Linked DNA regions of Mus musculus: all the other regions are linked to region 1. A link is a contact called in public Hi-C and HiChIP or PLAC-seq data. All regions are on one chromosome and are shown on one strand. The core of a region is the stretch at or near the end of the contact, and the rest is flanking DNA. Distances in the headings are between cores, read along the strand shown.

Region 1 (3,903 bases), core at 862-3,361:
CTCCAGTTTACTCCTCAGTAAAATGGGAATAACAAAACATCTGCTTCCCAAGGGAGAGGAGATGCCTGTTGAGAAGGGCCAGAACAACGGCTGACTCAGCGGTCCGTCATGGGTACCATCCCTCTCCATCATCGCCTTTATCATCCTTTTCCCTACAAAGGGAGGGGGATGCATAGGCCAAGAAGATGGTTCAGCAGCTAAGGCACTTGCTGCCTAAGCAGTCAGTGTGAGGATCAGAGTTCAGGTCCCCAGAACCCATGTAAATGCTAGGTGATCATGGCGGCCCTCTTGTAATTTCAATGCTTGGAAGATAGACAGAGATCCCTGGAACAGACTGGCTAGCATGACTAGCCATACTGTCAGTCCCTCTTCAGGGAATAAAGGTCAGAGCAATGTGTAGAAGACTCAAGAGATCAATCTCTAGCCTCCACGCACAGCACATACTTGTGCCCACATATCTGTGAACACATATGCACATAGACTGCACACTTATTCATGAAAAACAAAAGCAAAAGAGTAGGTCATGCCTCCAAGAGCCACAAGGCTGTCCTGGGCTAGGGGACATCTGATCAGCTGTCTGCTACTGTATGGAGGCTGAAGGTGGGCATGAGGCTTTGAGAAGCTCCAAACTACTTAGAGAGTTGTCCCACTATCTGGAGAAATAGAACTTGTTCCTGTGCATTTATTCTAAAACCATTTTCTAAGGAAATTTCTCATAGATTTTTTTTTCCTAGCTTTTTCCTAGTACTTTGCCAAAGGCCTTTCCCATAATGCTGACTTGCATTCTTGTTAGTAAGCCCTGCCGGCCACCCTGCGCTGTAACACAGGATGCCCTCAAGACCTGGGCTGGTTGTGCTCAGAACCATGGGCAGCTCCTGGTGGCCGAGAGCAGCTCTGTCTTAGTGTGGCTCAGACTCCATGACCCTCCCCCCACCCCCCTAGAAGCAGGCAGTGTATTAAGTCACCACGGCCTGTACCTCCCTGAGCCAATAAAGATGCAGTTCTTGGATGAGTAGCAGGTATCTTTGGCTAGAGAAGCAGTGGGATAGGGAAAGGCAGGTCTTGGCTTTGGGGGCTGCCTTTGTTGCCAACAGACTCAACCCATCCTGGTAGACTCAGGTTTAGAAGTTGGAAGTGACCACAGGTGGCCTTGAAGTGAACTCTCCTTGTCATCACTGGAAACATTCTGGAACCTCGGGAGAAGATACCGGCACATGTAAGTGGCATACGTATGGAAAAGTCTTACATCTGATCTAGGGTCGTAAGCCCCTGCTTCCACATGGTGAGTTTCCCCCGCTGCTCAGCCTTGAGTGTGGGTCCCTCTGATCTGCAGAATGGCCTGTATCTCAGTGTCTATTTTTATCTATAAAAATAGTTGTTTCAAGCTGAGACCTTGGATGAAGATGTGGGGAACATGTGCATCAAATTTGCAGATGACTCCAAGCTGGAGGAGCTGACAGATTTAGAGTCTGGGATGATCTCGACAGTGGAGAATGTTGGGTCAAAAGCAAGCAGATGAAACTCAGCATCAATAAATCTAATGTCTCGAACACGGTTTCCAAAACGAAATTGCACAAGGGCAGTGTGAGGGAGACCTGGCTTGCCTACAGCTCTCATAAAGATCAAGAGGTTCTAAAGTCTGCCTCAAGTTCAACATGAGCCAGCTGAGTGATAGGGCAGGCTCAGGAGGGAAAAGGAACCTAACCAAACACCCTAATAAATGCTTATTATTCATTAACCCTTGGTGATGTAGGGAGGGAAGGATGGCACGGTTGACCTCCATGTTAGGCCCAGAGTAGGGGGCGGACAACAAAATGAGTGGTACTTACTGAGAACTTCCCATGCACCAAGAAGCGCCTTAGTTCACACCATCATCACTTATGAGGACATGGGCCAAGGCACAGGGTACAATGACAGCCCCCAAAGCCACTGCCCTATGGGTGCCTCGTGGGTGGTGGACCCATGCTCTGGACCTCCTTGCTGTCTGTCCGTTAGACACCTTGTCTGCTTTCTCTTCCTCATTTTACAGATGTGGTGACCAGACCGGACGTGTGAAGACTACGCGTCTGCAGTCACAGGGGGTGAACTGCAGACTCAGGCTCTCGTGGGAGCCTCTCATCTGTGCCTCCCTGTCCTATCTCCTGGCCAAAAGCCAATGCCACAGGGTAGCCAGGTGCTAACCCATAAGACTAAGACTCAGGGTTCTAAGGCATTTCCTGTGGCTCTGCTCAGGGGAGTTTCATCCACTTTGCTTCTTCAGATGTGAGAGTGCATGGGATTAGCGCTTTTCCTGTCAGAGGAAGTCTCACCTGGAGCACTTAACTGAACCTTAATGGGGCACTCCTACGAGAGAGCCATGAGACCCTCTGCGAGGGATCTCCTTATGTTCGTCAACATTTAAAATCGTTACCCATTTAAACTATGGAAGCCCATTTTTTAGCCCCCCTCCACTCTTGCATCTTCCTAACTTGCTACAGTAAACTAAGTTTTCAATTTAAGAAATCATCAGTTGAGTGCCTATATATGAACATGTGTACATATATGTGCATGTATGTATATATGCCAGCATCCTGGAGGTTTTGAGTGAGCAATTTTTCAGAGAAACTTCACAGAAACTCCACTATTATCATTTCATCATGAGGGAATTAGTTTTAAAGGGTGTCCAACTGGACCCATTTGCCCAGAACTGAGTAGTCTCTGGGGACACAGGTCTTACCACTGTAAAAAGCCAAAACCAAAGCCCAAAACATCTCCCTGCTCCCCACAAAAAACCCCAAACCCAACAAGATGGTTTGGGGCTGAGGAGCCAACTTAGTCAGTAAGTGTTTGCTATGCGAGCATGAGAACATTAGTCCAATCTCCTGTGGGCCATAAGCACACATCCATCTACGGTCCTTGCACAGACAAGCAGATAGAGCCCTTGAGCCTGCTGGGCAGCCTGCCTGGCCTACTTGATTAATTCCAGGCCAGCAAAAGATCCTGACTCAAAAAACAAGGTGTATGGCATCTGAGAAATGACACCCAAGGATGTCATACCCTACACACACACACACACACACACACACACACACACACACACACACACACACACACAGGTTTAAGTCTAGGCAAACTGGGACAGGGTAGTCACCTTAGGCTTAGAGAAGTTAATTACACAGGAAATAGCTTTAAAACCAGTTCCCCTGATACTAAGTCAATACAGATACAGAATATAAAATAAAGTCACTAGGCCTGGAGACCCTCCTGCTTTTATTTCTGTATTTTCAGTTCTAGGTCAGGAGACCAAGTTCCCAAATGAATGGAGAAGAATGTCTTCTCCCTGGGGTTGTCCTGAACCTGCTGGTTTCAGATAGCTAGAACGGTGCTCAGGCATCCGGGACAAGTTTGTTCCCACCGTCTCTCCCTCTCACGCTGCATGGAGAGCAAGCTGTGTCTCTGAGACCAGGAACGATGGGCACAGGGTGGGAGCATGACAAGCCACTCAGCTGTCGAACGGGAAACAGATTTGCAAGTCATAGTTTGAGATGGACATTGGCCAGCTAGGCTGTGCTAGCCTATCAAGGGAACATGACCATGGAGGCAGGAACCCAAGAATAAATGGAGACAGTGGTTTTCCAAAGTTGTGAGAAAGAACATACGCTACTGTGAGGCTGCAGAGACCCAAAACTAGGGGCAGAGAGACAGGGTGACCAGGTGCAGGGGATCCTGTAAGGTCCCGGATAGTGAGGGAGAGACTGGCTAGGCAGACCTCAGCTCCTTTCCCATCCTGGGACCCTCTAGAAGATGTTGGCTCCCTTCCCCACAACTGTAAATATTTGTACATTCCCAAGTTATAAAGTGAGCTCTTGGCTTACAAGGGTCACGATGATAGGCCTGTTCAGGAAACAGTTTGTTCAGTGTTTC
Region 2 (3,903 bases), core at 1,004-3,503, 730 kb before region 1:
ACTGGCCTCAGACTCACTATGTAGCTGAAGATAACCTTGAAGTTCTGATCCTCCTGCCTCTACTTCTAGAGTTTTGGAGTCATGGGTATTAGTCACCATACCCCACTTTTCTATTATTTTTCAAGGGGGAAAATTATATTGTAACTTGTCAGGGCAAGTCTCTTAACCAATATTCTAAAATCTAGGAAAAACAGACCAGCGTGTTTATATGCGCTACACACAATCATGTCCGGCTGTAAAAAGCTTATGGCTTTGCTTCCTGGTCACGGCAAGACTAATAGGGACATTAACAAGCGGTCACTGGTCACTCTGCACAGAACTCTGCCATTCAGCGTTAGCAATGGCCAAGGGCACCTTTCCCTTCATCTCACCTTCAAGTAATTTAGAATACAACTTAATTCAGTCTACTAATTGTTTTAGGGAAGTCCCTCCATCCCTCTCATACATACTGTTTTGTTTATACCTCCTGGGTATACCTGAGGTTGTGCTCCGTGCACAGGAGGAGGCATGCGCCACTGATGCCTTCCAAGCCTGCAAGACCTTACTCGGTGCACTGGGAAGAGACCAAGAGGTCCAGGGCCTTTTCCTGATTCTTGTGGTGACTGTGGCAAGATTCAGTTGGGAGGTCAGGCTCCCTGGGTTTAAGGTGACTCTGGGCTTTGCCTCAGGACCTCAGGTCTGTCCTGGAGCTGTGCTAATTAATGCAGGGCACTGGACTGGTTTACTGGACAAGTCATTTTGCATATGGACACTGCTGGCTGCACTCAAGGAGTTGTCTGTGATCCTGTCCCTGCCTCCCTTCAGAAGGTCAAGGGCTCTCAGTAAATACACCTGCTGGTTGTTTACAGAGCTCAGGCTGGAGACCAGATTAGGCACTTCCCTGGGAGCAAGGCAGAGTGCCGGTGCCAGCTCAGGGCCTGGGCAAGCAGACCTGAGGTGTGTGTGAGGGTCTCTTAGAAACTTGTCTGTGGCTGGGCAGTGGTGGCGCACGCCTTTAATCCCAGCACTTGGGAGGCAGAGGCAGGTGGATTTCTGAGTTTGAGACCAGCCTGGTCTACAGAGTGAGTTCCAGGACAGCCAGGGCTACACAGAGAAACCCTGTCTCAATAACAAACAAACAAACAAACAAGAAACCTGTCTGTGCTTGTGTTTGTCGTGGGGAGAACAGAGCTGTTGGCTTCTGACAGAGCCACAATGTGTTTTCGCTGTTCTTTTGGTGTGATGCTCCGTAGGTCTCTTAGATGGCTTCCCCAGGCTCTGGGCCATGCCTATCTCTAGAACACTTCCTGGGAGTGGAAGAACAGGATGGATGCTTACATCAGCAGGGGACACCCAGCAGGAGGCTGCCCACAGGGAATCTTCCTCATGGAAACTGTCACTGCTCAGGACTCTATCTTCCCACCCCATCTTTGATGCATTGAGTCCACTGGACCTCTAGGACAGTGTCCAGTCAGGTCCTACTTCTTAGCCTCTCAGGCTGGACAATTGGGCTGGATGGAAGGTGTGTGTGTGTGTGTGTGTGTGTGTGTGTGTGTGTGTTGGGGGGGTGGCAATTAGCAGATGATACCTGGCAGCTTGAAGCTGGTGGCCTCAAGGCCAGTTGGATGAGGGAAGCCGAGGAGTTTGAGCGATGCCAAGAAGCCATGGGTACAAGGGAGTGGAGGGGATGAATCTTAGAGATCCAGACTGAGCTGGGCACAGAGCGAAAGAGCCCGAGAAGACCCTGTCTTTGAGTGCTAGAAGGCTGTATGCTCCATTCTGTCATAGATCTTTGCAGGCTTTCAGCCCCTCTGTATCACTTTTACTCATTGTTGTGTGTGGAGCTTAGGTGTGCATGTGGAGGTCAGAGGGCAGCTTTGTGAAGTTGTTTCTTTCCTGCAAGGAAGGGACAGAACTCAGGTTGCCTTTCCAACTGGATTCCTCGCAACACAGACTGGCTCCAGTAGAATCAAGGCAACTGCTAGGCTGGAAATCTCTCCCAAGAGGACCCACTGACCGCAGGAAGAGCCTGAGGCACAGATTGGGGTCCTCTCTAGCTAGCTAGCGTGGCTCTCTCTCTCTCTCTCTCTCTCTCTCTCTCTCTCTCTCTCTCTCTCTTTCTCTCTCTCTCTCCACTTGTCAGCTCCAGTGTGGCCTGGCATAGTTTCCCCCTGCGGGTTGGAGTCAGATCTCAAACAAACTGCCTTTCTCAGGAGGCAAGCACCGGAGAACGGACCAATCACCGTTCCAGCAGTCACGTTGGTCTCTGAGATCTTAATCTCTGCTGGCCAGCTATGCTGGAAAAAGCTTCAAGGTGAAACCAGATCTTTCTGAGCAAAGCCTGCCTGGGCTGTTCTTTCATCTACTCACCCAGGCCAGAGGGCGAGAAGCACCTCCTGGTGACGGTGGTCAGCCCACAGTCGCCCAAAGCTCAAAGAATCTGTGAGTCCTCCTCTCAGTTCCCTCTGCCTGTGGGGAGCACCTAGCTGGGCCCTGAGCACTGGGGAGTCAGTTAGAACCTCCCAGCTGTCCTTTGCCTGGAGGAAGGTGTGTGAGGAAGAGGGAAACATTTATAGTCCCACACTGGCAGCAGCCGTCCATGCAGGTAGGTCACCGTGTGGTCTTGACCGTGTCTTCTAATGGTCTAGGGCCTTAGAGTAGGTGTCTGTAATCCTACGTCAGCAATACGGCTGTGGCCCAAGACACTTGCTAACCAAAGGCTGTGGGCAAGAATTCCAGGAGCCATTCAATTCCTCATTGTCTAGCTGGGCATGTGGCCTAGTTGGTAAAGAGCTTGCTTGGCACACGAGAAGCTCTGGGTTTGATCCCTGGTACCACATAGACTAGGGGTGGTGGTCCACTCCTGTAATCCCAGCACTTGTGAGGCAGGAGGATCATCCTAGCAATTCTAAGGCCAACTGGGATACATGGCACCCATCCCACAATAAAACCAACCCAAAATTCCACCACCACCACCAGTTCCAACAACTAACAAGTATTCACTGCCAATAGCACTCACTCGATCTGTATGCGACCTTGGCCACTCATCTCAGGGGCCTTGTTTCCATTTTGAAGGGGGCTCCTGTACACTGCCTGGGCTTCTCTTGAACTCATGGGTTCATCATCTTCATATACATTCATTGTACTAATTTGCTAGTTTTTCTGAGACAGTCTGTAGCGCAGGCTGGCCTTAAACTTGTGGCGATTCTCCTGTCCCAGGCTCCTGAATGCCAGGATTACAGGTGTGTAGCATCCCACCCACTTTCAAGTTGGTGACCTCAGCCTCCTCAGGAGTTGGGACAACAGGGGCACACTGGTACCTCAGCTTGGTGTGGTTTTCCTGTTCACTTTATAACACGGATAGAAAAACACGCTCATTTGAAGCACACGGCTCAATGGATTTTGCTAAATGTATGTCTAATGTTTTGATCTCTCCAGAAAGTTCTTCCTTGCCCCTGCCAGTCAGTATCCCCCACTTCCTGTCTGCTTTTCAGACTATGATTGGGGAACTCCTCTAATGAGGGTACAGGTGAGTTCTGCATCTACCTTCTCTCTTGTGTTGTGTTCATGACACTTGGGACAGGGTACCAGCCATTGGTATCTTGTCACGCTTGCAGTCTCTACTCCTGGGTAGGCCCTCAGTATGGACAGCTGGACAGTTTCTGACTCAACTTCCATCTTTTGGCCGCTATAGATAAAGGTTCTGTTTATCTTTGTATATGGATTTTGGAATAACTGTAAGTTTTCTTTTCTTTTCTTTTCTTTTCTTTTTTTCTTTTCTTTTTCTTTTTCTTTTTTTTTTTTAAAACAGGGTTTTCTCTGTATAGTCCTGGCTGTCCTGGAACTCACTTTGTAGACCAGGCTGTCCTGAAACTCAGAAATTCACCTGCCTCTGCTTCCCAAGTGCTGGGATTAAAGGCATGC
Region 3 (3,903 bases), core at 714-3,213, 690 kb before region 1:
AGACCTTGTCTTGAAAGCAAAACAAAACTGTGTGTGCACAGACTGCAGGATCCGCCTTTGATAAGAATTCTTGAGGACTGTCAGGGCTCCCACTTACCAGAGCTTCTGATGTTTAGAATTTCTAGTTTTTAAAGATAAACAATATGTCCTAACCCACCAAGATTACCATTGCTGAGCTGATATCAGCGGTTGGCAGATGCACTGAGCCCTTTTTTAGGTTAGGAATGTCATTTGACTGTGTCCCATGACATGGTTGTGTTTGTCACCGATGGAGCCATTGGGTATCACTTGGTTCTTGTGTTCACCGTTCTCTGATTTCTCTTGTCAGGAGAGCTTCATTTGGACCCACTCTCAGGCATTGTGACTTCATCCCTTGTGCAGAGCTGTGAGGTAGAATTCAGACCCAGCTAATCAGAGATTCCCCTGGCCAAGGTGGTTGATTCTGGATGGTCATATGACCCAAAGAGAGTAAGTCACGTCTTGGAATGAGATCGCTCCCTCTCTGAAGGATGGGAAGCTGAGGAGGAACTGAACGGATGATGGAACGGATACTACAAAAGACAAAACTGTCTGCCTATTGGCTGCTCAATCTACGAGGCTGCATGTCCCAGCACTCATCTGGCCTGGACTGCCTGGGGGATTCCTGGAGAGCCACTGGTCTTCAGACCATATCAGAAGACCCAATAAGCTGGGTTCTGACATCAGCAATAGGTGGCTTCAGGGAGGATGTCGAGGTAGATGTGCTCATCAACAGGAAGCAAGGCAGGCAAATGAGCATCATTGCTCTCCCCTCAACATCAGCCTCATATCTGGGCGCCACCCACTCTAGGAGTGTCTTTTCTCTCCTCTGTCAATCCTTCTCAGAAATGCTCTCATAGACTTATCTGCTCAAAGACCTTAGTTGATTTCCTGATCCTACCAAGCTAGCTATTGCAGAGGGTGTAAGACCAGAAGTGACCACTAGAGGACACTGTGTCTAAGAGGTTTGCTGGGCGGTTCCCACCCAAAGTGGGCAGGAGCTGGAGTTAGAAACCAGGCTTGCTCAGGCATACAACATTTTTTTTTTATTTCAGTGAGTTTGAGCTGTTTGTGTGCTGCTATGTGCAACTTGAAGTGTCATAGTTGACATAAGAGCAAGTGTCCTTCATATTCCTGCTTGAAACTCAAGAGGGCTTGATCTGTGAAGGAGGTGGTAGCAATTTCAACCAGAGGGCTTTGTAGATCTGCTATTAGATGGCTGAATGCTGGTGGGTTTTCCTGGGGAGATGGTCTATTGCAGAAGATCTGGAGAGGAAAGGGATGGGTATCAGTCTGTGCCATACAGATCTGGATCTGGAGAGAGACAGAGACAGAGACAGACAGAGAGAGGGAGAACGAGAGAGAGACACAGGGAGAGAGGCACAGAGGCAGACAGAGACAGGAGAGACACAGAAACAAACAGAGAGACAGGAGACACACACACACACACACAGAACAAGAGAGAGAGAACGAGAGACAGACAGAGAGAGAGAGAGAGAGAGAGAGAGAGAGAGAGATCTGGATACAAAATAAAACCAAGCACCAGCCACCAGCACCTACAAACCAGTCACCTTGAAGGAAGCTTCCCTCAAAAGCTGTAGTGTGGTAGGTGGTATCACCCCAAGTGACCCAGGTGGAAGAGAGGGCTGCTTCCTGTCACTTCCGGTGTAGAGGGTTGAGTTAATTTCCTGCCCGAGGCTCCACTGCGGCTGGTTTCTACAAGTCCCTGTGTTTATTAATTCATTTACGCAGTTAACCCCCCCTCTTTCCATTCCCCCCTCACGTCTCCAGCAGCCATTCCAATAAGCTTTCTTACTAACCTGTTCACACACAAAATGATCCTACCTCGAGTCTTAAATGGCTTATCAATCACAGTCCTAGGTCTGAGTGTTTCCTTCCCCTGTGGCTTTAAGATCCATCAGGTCGCCGCGTGCACGTTTGACCCCTCCCTTCCCTTTGCCTAGCACACACACTTCAGATCGGGCGTCCCCTGCGTCCTCTTCTGTGCTCTGAGCCTCTGAGCTCTGCTGCCCAACTCCCTCTCGCAGGTCAGCTGGAGATTGGAAGCGTTCCTGTGGCTTCAGCTTGGAGGCATCACCAAGGTGGCCCACGGGTCGCCCCTGTGGAAGGGGCTGGCCTATGAGGACAGCAAGACAAGGCTGCCTGTCAGTTGATGACAACCCACAGAATTGGACCTTATGGGGCATGAATTTGAAGCTATAAATTCTGAGTGACTTTCTTAGGTGGCCATGGGTCACTACACAGTCCACAGAGAGGGGTTGTCAGGTTGTACAGTTCCTGTGTCATTGGTGTTTGGAGAATTAATCTGTGCTTGCACGTGTGCAAATACACACACACATGGATGTATGTGTTCATAGGAGAGCCTCAGTTGACATTAGGTGATGTTCACCTTTTTAAAAAAAATGTATTTATTTTTATTTTACCTTCATGAGTGTTTTGCGTGCATATATGTATGTATGCTGTGTGTGTGCCTGCCACCCATGGAGGACAGAAAGGGGTGCTGGATTCTTTGAAACTGGAGTTACAGATGGTTGTGAGTTGCCTGATTTGGGCACTGGGAACCAAACTCTTGTTTTCTGTATGAGCAACAGATGCTGTTAACCACTGAGCCACCTCACAAACCTTGCATGCCGTTTTTTGAGACAGAGTCTGTCACTGCATGCATGGCTCTGCCTGCAGTTGTCTCCCCTGCCCCTTCCGCAGATCTGGGCTTCTGAGGAAGCTCCTGTGCTGTGCAGGACAAGGTGGGTAGCTTCATAACCCACAATGATCCCTGTTTAGTGAGGGCTGCAAAACAGAGCTGAGCCTCCTCCCTGGCACCATTTCGCAGGGGCCTCCTGTTTCTCCGAGGCCCCACATTTCTAGATATTTTTGAACAGTACAAGATCCTGGTCCATGATGGTCCCAGAGCTTTAGCGGAGTGACAGCACTCTTAAACCCAGAAGATGCGTTAGTGGCCTAGCCTCCCCAGGCAGGGACATCCAAAGACTGGGGTGTGCTCAGTCTCGCTGGCTGCAGCTGCAGGCAGGAGTGTGTAAGGCCTGTGGTCAGACCTGAGTGGGGCTGAGAGGGGCCAGGCAGAGACCCCAGGGTTGCTCTTGGTCTGTACCTACCCCTTCCTCAGGCGTAGGAAGTGTGGCCAAGACCTCGTTCCAGAATGATCTGGGCAAATCAGCAGGGAAACCTGAGAGTTCAAGACCAGTTAGTTCAAGAGGGAAATAACCCACCAGCACTCATAAGTGGCTGCCGCTGACGTGAGGTCACTAAGTCATTAAATCGCATCTCTTGCCTTTTGCCTTCTGTGGCTTCTGGCTGGCTTTCAGCTTCACCACTGTGTGTGTGTGTGTGTGTGTGTGTGCTTCCTTTTTCTCTTTCTGGGGTGTGGGGGCAGGATCCAGGCCTCGGTTCTCCTCTAGCCCAGGCTGGACTCCAACTTAGTATGTAGCCAAGGCTGACCTTGAACTTCTGACCATCCTTTATCTACCCTTTCAGTGCTGGGATTACTGCTCCGTGCCATCATCCCTAGTTTGATACTGTGCTGGGGACAGACCTGGGGCTTTGTCCATGTTAGGAGAGCATAACTGAGCTACATCCGTAGCCAGCCTCTGCTAGGTGTCCTCCCCCTCCCCCATGGAGCTAGAAAGATAGGACTGGGTATCTCAGTCTCTCAGTTATACAGGGGTTCCTGAGAGATATTATCTCCTGGTTGGCAATGATGGGAAACTCCCAAGACAGCTTCAAATTGGTGACAATGGCAGTACCAAGGTCTCCGAATTCATTACCATGTCCCCCTTCAGAGGACTATTTGAATAAGACAGGGGCAGACCTACATTGTTACCAAGGAAAGTAGGGGTGTGTCCTGAT
Region 4 (3,903 bases), core at 740-3,239, 660 kb before region 1:
TTTGATTGGGTTTGTCGAGCTACCCGACTTGCTCTGAGATTGCCCTGCCATACAAATTCTGGAGTTACAGGGTGGAGCTGCCATACCTTCCTGGCTTTTACATGGGCATCTGAATGATTCATGCACTGAGCCATCTCTCCAGTCCTGATGGCTTATATTGATTGTCACCTTGCAGAATCTACAGTCGCCTAGGGGACAAGCTTCTAGGCATACCTGAGAGGATCCAGACTAGATTCTCTGAGATGAAAAGAATCTCCCTAACTTGGGTGCACATTTTAGGGACTGGAGGCCTAGGCTGAAGAGAAGGAGGAAGTGAGATAAACAACAGCAGCACATCACATCTCCTTCCTGACTACCCTGGGTGCAACGTGGCCAGCTGCCTCAAGCTCCCACTCCCATGCCTTCTCTGCTGCAACGGGCTGCACACTGAAACTGTGAGCCGGAACAAACCCTTTCCCCTTAAGTTGCTTTTGCCAAGCATCGTGACACAGAAGCAAGATAAGTCATCAATCAATTCATCTGTTAAGGCTGGCCCTTTGGACCAGGAAGCCCCAGGTTAACAAAGACTGTGAAAGAATAGAGACGTGCCTTGTACACACAAGGTTTCCCATGATCTGGCGCAGAGTTGATACTTTGGCACATGCTTGGTGGACACACAAAGCCCACGAGGAGTGCGATGGCTGATGGCATGTGTTGATTTGCATATGCTACGGTGACTGGTGGTTTAGTCAGACACCAGCCAAGGTATCACAAAATATTTTATGTCCGAGACTAACATTTAAATCAATCAAGCCCACTGCCTGTTTCTGTCTAGGTGATTAGAAATCCAGTGGATTCCAGGCCGATGTTGTGAAGTTGAACTAGAGACTGTGATCTAGAGCCGAGGAGCCCCTCTCTTTGGCTTCTCTGGGGGCATATTGGTTGATGAAGAGTTGTCTTGAGCTGCACTTTATTCCAGGGACATCCTACCCATGGCCCAGGCATTGCTAGACCAGGCCTATGGTTATTTTGAGTGGCAGCAGGCAGAATGACATCATCTACAGAGTTCGTGATTGAGAATCATGCACTCAAGTTACAAAAATTGCAACAGAAACCACTTCATAGTATTTTAAGTAAGTTTAAAGTTTTGTCTTGGGCCAAATTCCCATATATTCTGGCCTGTACTTGCTGTCAGGTGGGTTAGACACTCCCGGCTATGTCATCTCGTCCCAAAAGCTTTAGGCACTGGTCAGCTCTGCAGACAGTGGACAGGGGACAGTTCACAACAGTTTCCCCTTCTCCCTTTCGACCTCCTTCTTTCTCTTTATATGTATATTCATGAGCGCGCGCGCACGCACACACACACACACACACACACACACAGACAGAGAGAGAGAGAGAGAGAGAGAGAGAGAGAGAGAGAGAGGAGAGAGAGGCATGTGTCTTTGTATGTGGCTCTCCATACCTAGCCATACATCTCTAGCTATTTTACTTCTGTGTTCTTTGACTCTTGGGGATCCTAAGTAGGGCAGAATTAGGGAGGCTATTGTCCTTGTGAGTAGTGATGACCTTGAACTACAAGTTGGGGACACTGGAAGCAGCCTCTGCAGAGAGACAGTCCATGATGGAGAGGAGCCTGTCTTACTAGCAGCTCTTTTCTGATCAGGGTCTCCCTAGGCATCCCAGATTGGCTGGAACTTGGGATCCTCCTGCCTCAGCCTCTCTGGGTGTGGGATTACAGATGTGCACTACCATGCTGGCTCACTAGCAAGCCATTCCTCTAGGTGGTCTGTCAACAAGACACACCCTGCTGATCTACCCCTGGCAGCGGTATCATGCTTTTTTGGATCCCCTTGGAAAATGGATGGAGGGGCTGTTATAAACTGGGACAACCCAATGGGGGCAGGTGCCATTCCCCAGTCTCCCCTGCCAGCCTTGGTGCCATCCTCCAGCTATGGTGCAGGAGTGTCAAACAGTAGAGGGCACCAGAGGCCTGTCTCTGCTGTGACAGCCTGTTTTGGTGGCATCAGGCATGTGTGGGCGAAGGTGGTGCGGCTGCTGTAGGAGGTGGTACTCTGTCGTAAACAGGGAGAGCTCCGGATTGCTGCTGTGCCTTTTTAACTGTAGTTTCATATGGCTGTATGAGGCCAACTACATCCAGTGGGCTACAGAGAGCACCTGGGACCAGGACCTGGGGGTGTGACGCGCCTTGGCTTCTCAGGAGTGGGTCTTACATGATTAGGTGCTTTTTCTCTCGGTCAGCTCTGCATTTCACTGCTGTGCGTCAAACCTGGGAGGGCAAGCTAGGAGCCAGGACAAAGCACAGTGGGGCGCAGTGTACCAACAGCCAGGCTGCATGGCCCAAAGTGATGAGGCTGTCCCCAGACTTCTTCTCTCCAGTACCTTGAGTTTCACCATCACACTTCTGCCCACTGGCTGCCCTACTCCCACCTCTCTACTCTGCACAATGTTCTGGTTTCAGGAAGAAGGGAAGGATGGAGGTTGGGGAGGGCGGCGACTGACAGTAACAGTTTTCACGGACAGATGCGCCTGGGGGTGGGGTGATGCAGGGGTGGTGCCATGTGGGATGGAGAGCTTCATCCTTGCTCTGCTTTGAACTGGTGTTCCGTTCCAGCAGCTGCATGTATGCTCTGCTGAGCCTTTCCTTTCCAGAGCTTCGGTTTCCGTCTCTGTAAAAAGGGGCTCAGGTGATCTGGGGTTCTCATCTGGTCCTTGTACCTTGAGGTCCATGTGTTGAGGATCAGGCTCAGGGAGGCACTTTGGTCTTGGGGAAGGGATGGGAAGGAAACAGACTCTGAGAGTTGTTAGCTGGCTGTGCTGTTCTGCCAGGAGTTGTTCCAGCCTCTGCTCCTGTTTGATCTCCTTTGGTGTTGGCACGTGGTCATGATTGACACATCTCCAGATCACACAAGACCAAGGTCAGGTGAAATCTGTCACCTCTAGCCCTGCTTGGCTCTCTAGGAAGAGAGGTTGTTAGTGACACCAAATTTCCCACACTCCCTATCTGTCTTCTGTAGGTCACTGTCCTTTACTTCCCGGCTGTGACCCCTCCCACATGGGCAGATGATCTGTCCTCCAGAATGTCAGGCATGATCTGTGGGCAGTCACCTAGGGATGGATTGGGGCGGGACATGGAACTGTTCCTTGGCACTCAGCTGTGGGGTACTTCTTTTTGGAATGACTTTGTTGTCCCTCCTCTAGGATGGCCAACTCCTGAGGCTCCAACCTCTTCATAAGGCTACTCCTGGGTGGGACTGGCTAGAGATGCAAGTCTTCCTCAGTCCTTCAGTCTATTTACCTTGGCTCAAGCTCTGGATGCTTGGGGATGTAGTAGGGAGAGAGACCACTTTTTGGATGTCTCCAGCACTCCCAGGATTCCATCCTAGAGTCTTAGAGTTCAGCAGTGTCCACAGAGCTAATCCCTCACCACTGGGCTTCGTGAGCACCCTGGATGGCTCTCAGATGCCTGTTACCTCCTTAGAGCTCCTGAGGTAGGGTGCTAGTGTTTTCCTCCTCTTCATCACTGGAGGCATCTTCAGTCCTTGTGGAGTGTCTTGTTATACCACTAGGCCCACCCTGCATCTGGTTATTTACATAGGCCCAGCAGGATGCAAAGCCACCGGGGATGAGACATATGGAGATGAACTGAAAATGGTCCCCGTGGGGCTGGGAATTAGTGGGCATAAAACTTGTGAGTAAGTGGCCTGAACTGGCTCTAATGGAGCCAGTGGAAAGGGCCTGGCCCTGCCTAGGAGTGGGGCAGGAGTTGGAGGCCAGAGGTTGAAACCTGGCCTCTTTGAGTTAGGGCTGAGACCCCCCAGGTGAGAGGCCTGTCCGAGAAGGGTCAGGTTGTGAGAGAGCATATAACTGGGCAGGTATGGGGAGAGTGGCCTGTCTGCGGCT

Evidence for each region. HiChIP or PLAC-seq counts read pairs in DNA pulled down with a chosen protein or histone mark. Hi-C and Micro-C count contacts between places; a contact is called where the count stands out from the background.
Region 2: a contact with region 1 is called in a Hi-C map of uterus, with 4 times the contacts expected there. The contact joins two enhancer-like sites. A contact is called at or near these places in 1 of 15 datasets of contacts at CTCF or cohesin (large pre-B cells), 6 of 484 Hi-C or Micro-C datasets (the N1E-115 cell line, bone marrow-derived macrophages, granulocyte-monocyte progenitors and 2 more), 3 of 115 datasets of contacts at active chromatin or transcription factors (embryonic basal ganglia, large pre-B cells and microglia) and 1 of 9 other capture datasets (embryonic stem cells).
Region 3: a RAD21 HiChIP or PLAC-seq map of pro-B cells shows a contact between it and region 1, with 8 times the contacts expected there. The contact joins two enhancer-like sites. A contact is called at or near these places in 3 of 15 datasets of contacts at CTCF or cohesin (large pre-B cells, pro-B cells and stem cell-derived epiblast-like cells), 1 of 484 Hi-C or Micro-C datasets (bone marrow-derived macrophages), 3 of 115 datasets of contacts at active chromatin or transcription factors (embryonic basal ganglia, embryonic stem cells and large pre-B cells) and 1 of 9 other capture datasets (embryonic stem cells).
Region 4: a contact with region 1 is called in a Hi-C map of bone marrow-derived macrophages, with 15 read pairs. The contact joins two enhancer-like sites. A contact is called at or near these places in 3 of 15 datasets of contacts at CTCF or cohesin (CD8 T cells, large pre-B cells and pro-B cells), 2 of 484 Hi-C or Micro-C datasets (bone marrow-derived macrophages and memory CD8 T cells), 3 of 115 datasets of contacts at active chromatin or transcription factors (T-cell acute lymphoblastic leukemia, fibro-adipogenic progenitors and microglia) and 1 of 9 other capture datasets (embryonic stem cells).

The regions. Positions count from the first base shown.
Region 1 is chr9:61,167,304-61,171,206 of GRCm38.p6, reverse strand. No RefSeq gene overlaps it. Among named protein-coding and RNA genes, the nearest start is that of I730028E13Rik, 31 kb to the right of the region's middle. Within about 2 kb of position 2,111, at least 49 of the 459 cell types and tissues checked have an H3K27ac peak or open chromatin away from gene starts, as enhancers often do. A contact at or near this core is called in pro-B cells and uterus, where this site is marked.
Region 2 is chr9:61,893,576-61,897,478 of GRCm38.p6, reverse strand. All of the region lies in intron 1 of Gm34974 (a long non-coding RNA gene), which reads left to right. Among named protein-coding and RNA genes, the nearest start is that of Gm34974, 3.2 kb to the left of the region's middle. Within about 2 kb of position 2,253, at least 11 of the 459 cell types and tissues checked have an H3K27ac peak or open chromatin away from gene starts, as enhancers often do. A contact at or near this core is called in uterus, where this site is marked.
Region 3 is chr9:61,857,456-61,861,358 of GRCm38.p6, reverse strand. Gm34974 (a long non-coding RNA gene) reads left to right here. Exons shown (of 6, transcript XR_001779199.2): 6 at 329-1,182. Among named protein-coding and RNA genes, the nearest start is that of Gm34828, 37 kb to the right of the region's middle. Within about 2 kb of position 1,963, at least 46 of the 459 cell types and tissues checked have an H3K27ac peak or open chromatin away from gene starts, as enhancers often do. A contact at or near this core is called in pro-B cells, where this site is marked.
Region 4 is chr9:61,828,532-61,832,434 of GRCm38.p6, reverse strand. No RefSeq gene overlaps it. Among named protein-coding and RNA genes, the nearest start is that of Gm34828, 8.1 kb to the right of the region's middle. Within about 2 kb of position 1,989, at least 19 of the 459 cell types and tissues checked have an H3K27ac peak or open chromatin away from gene starts, as enhancers often do.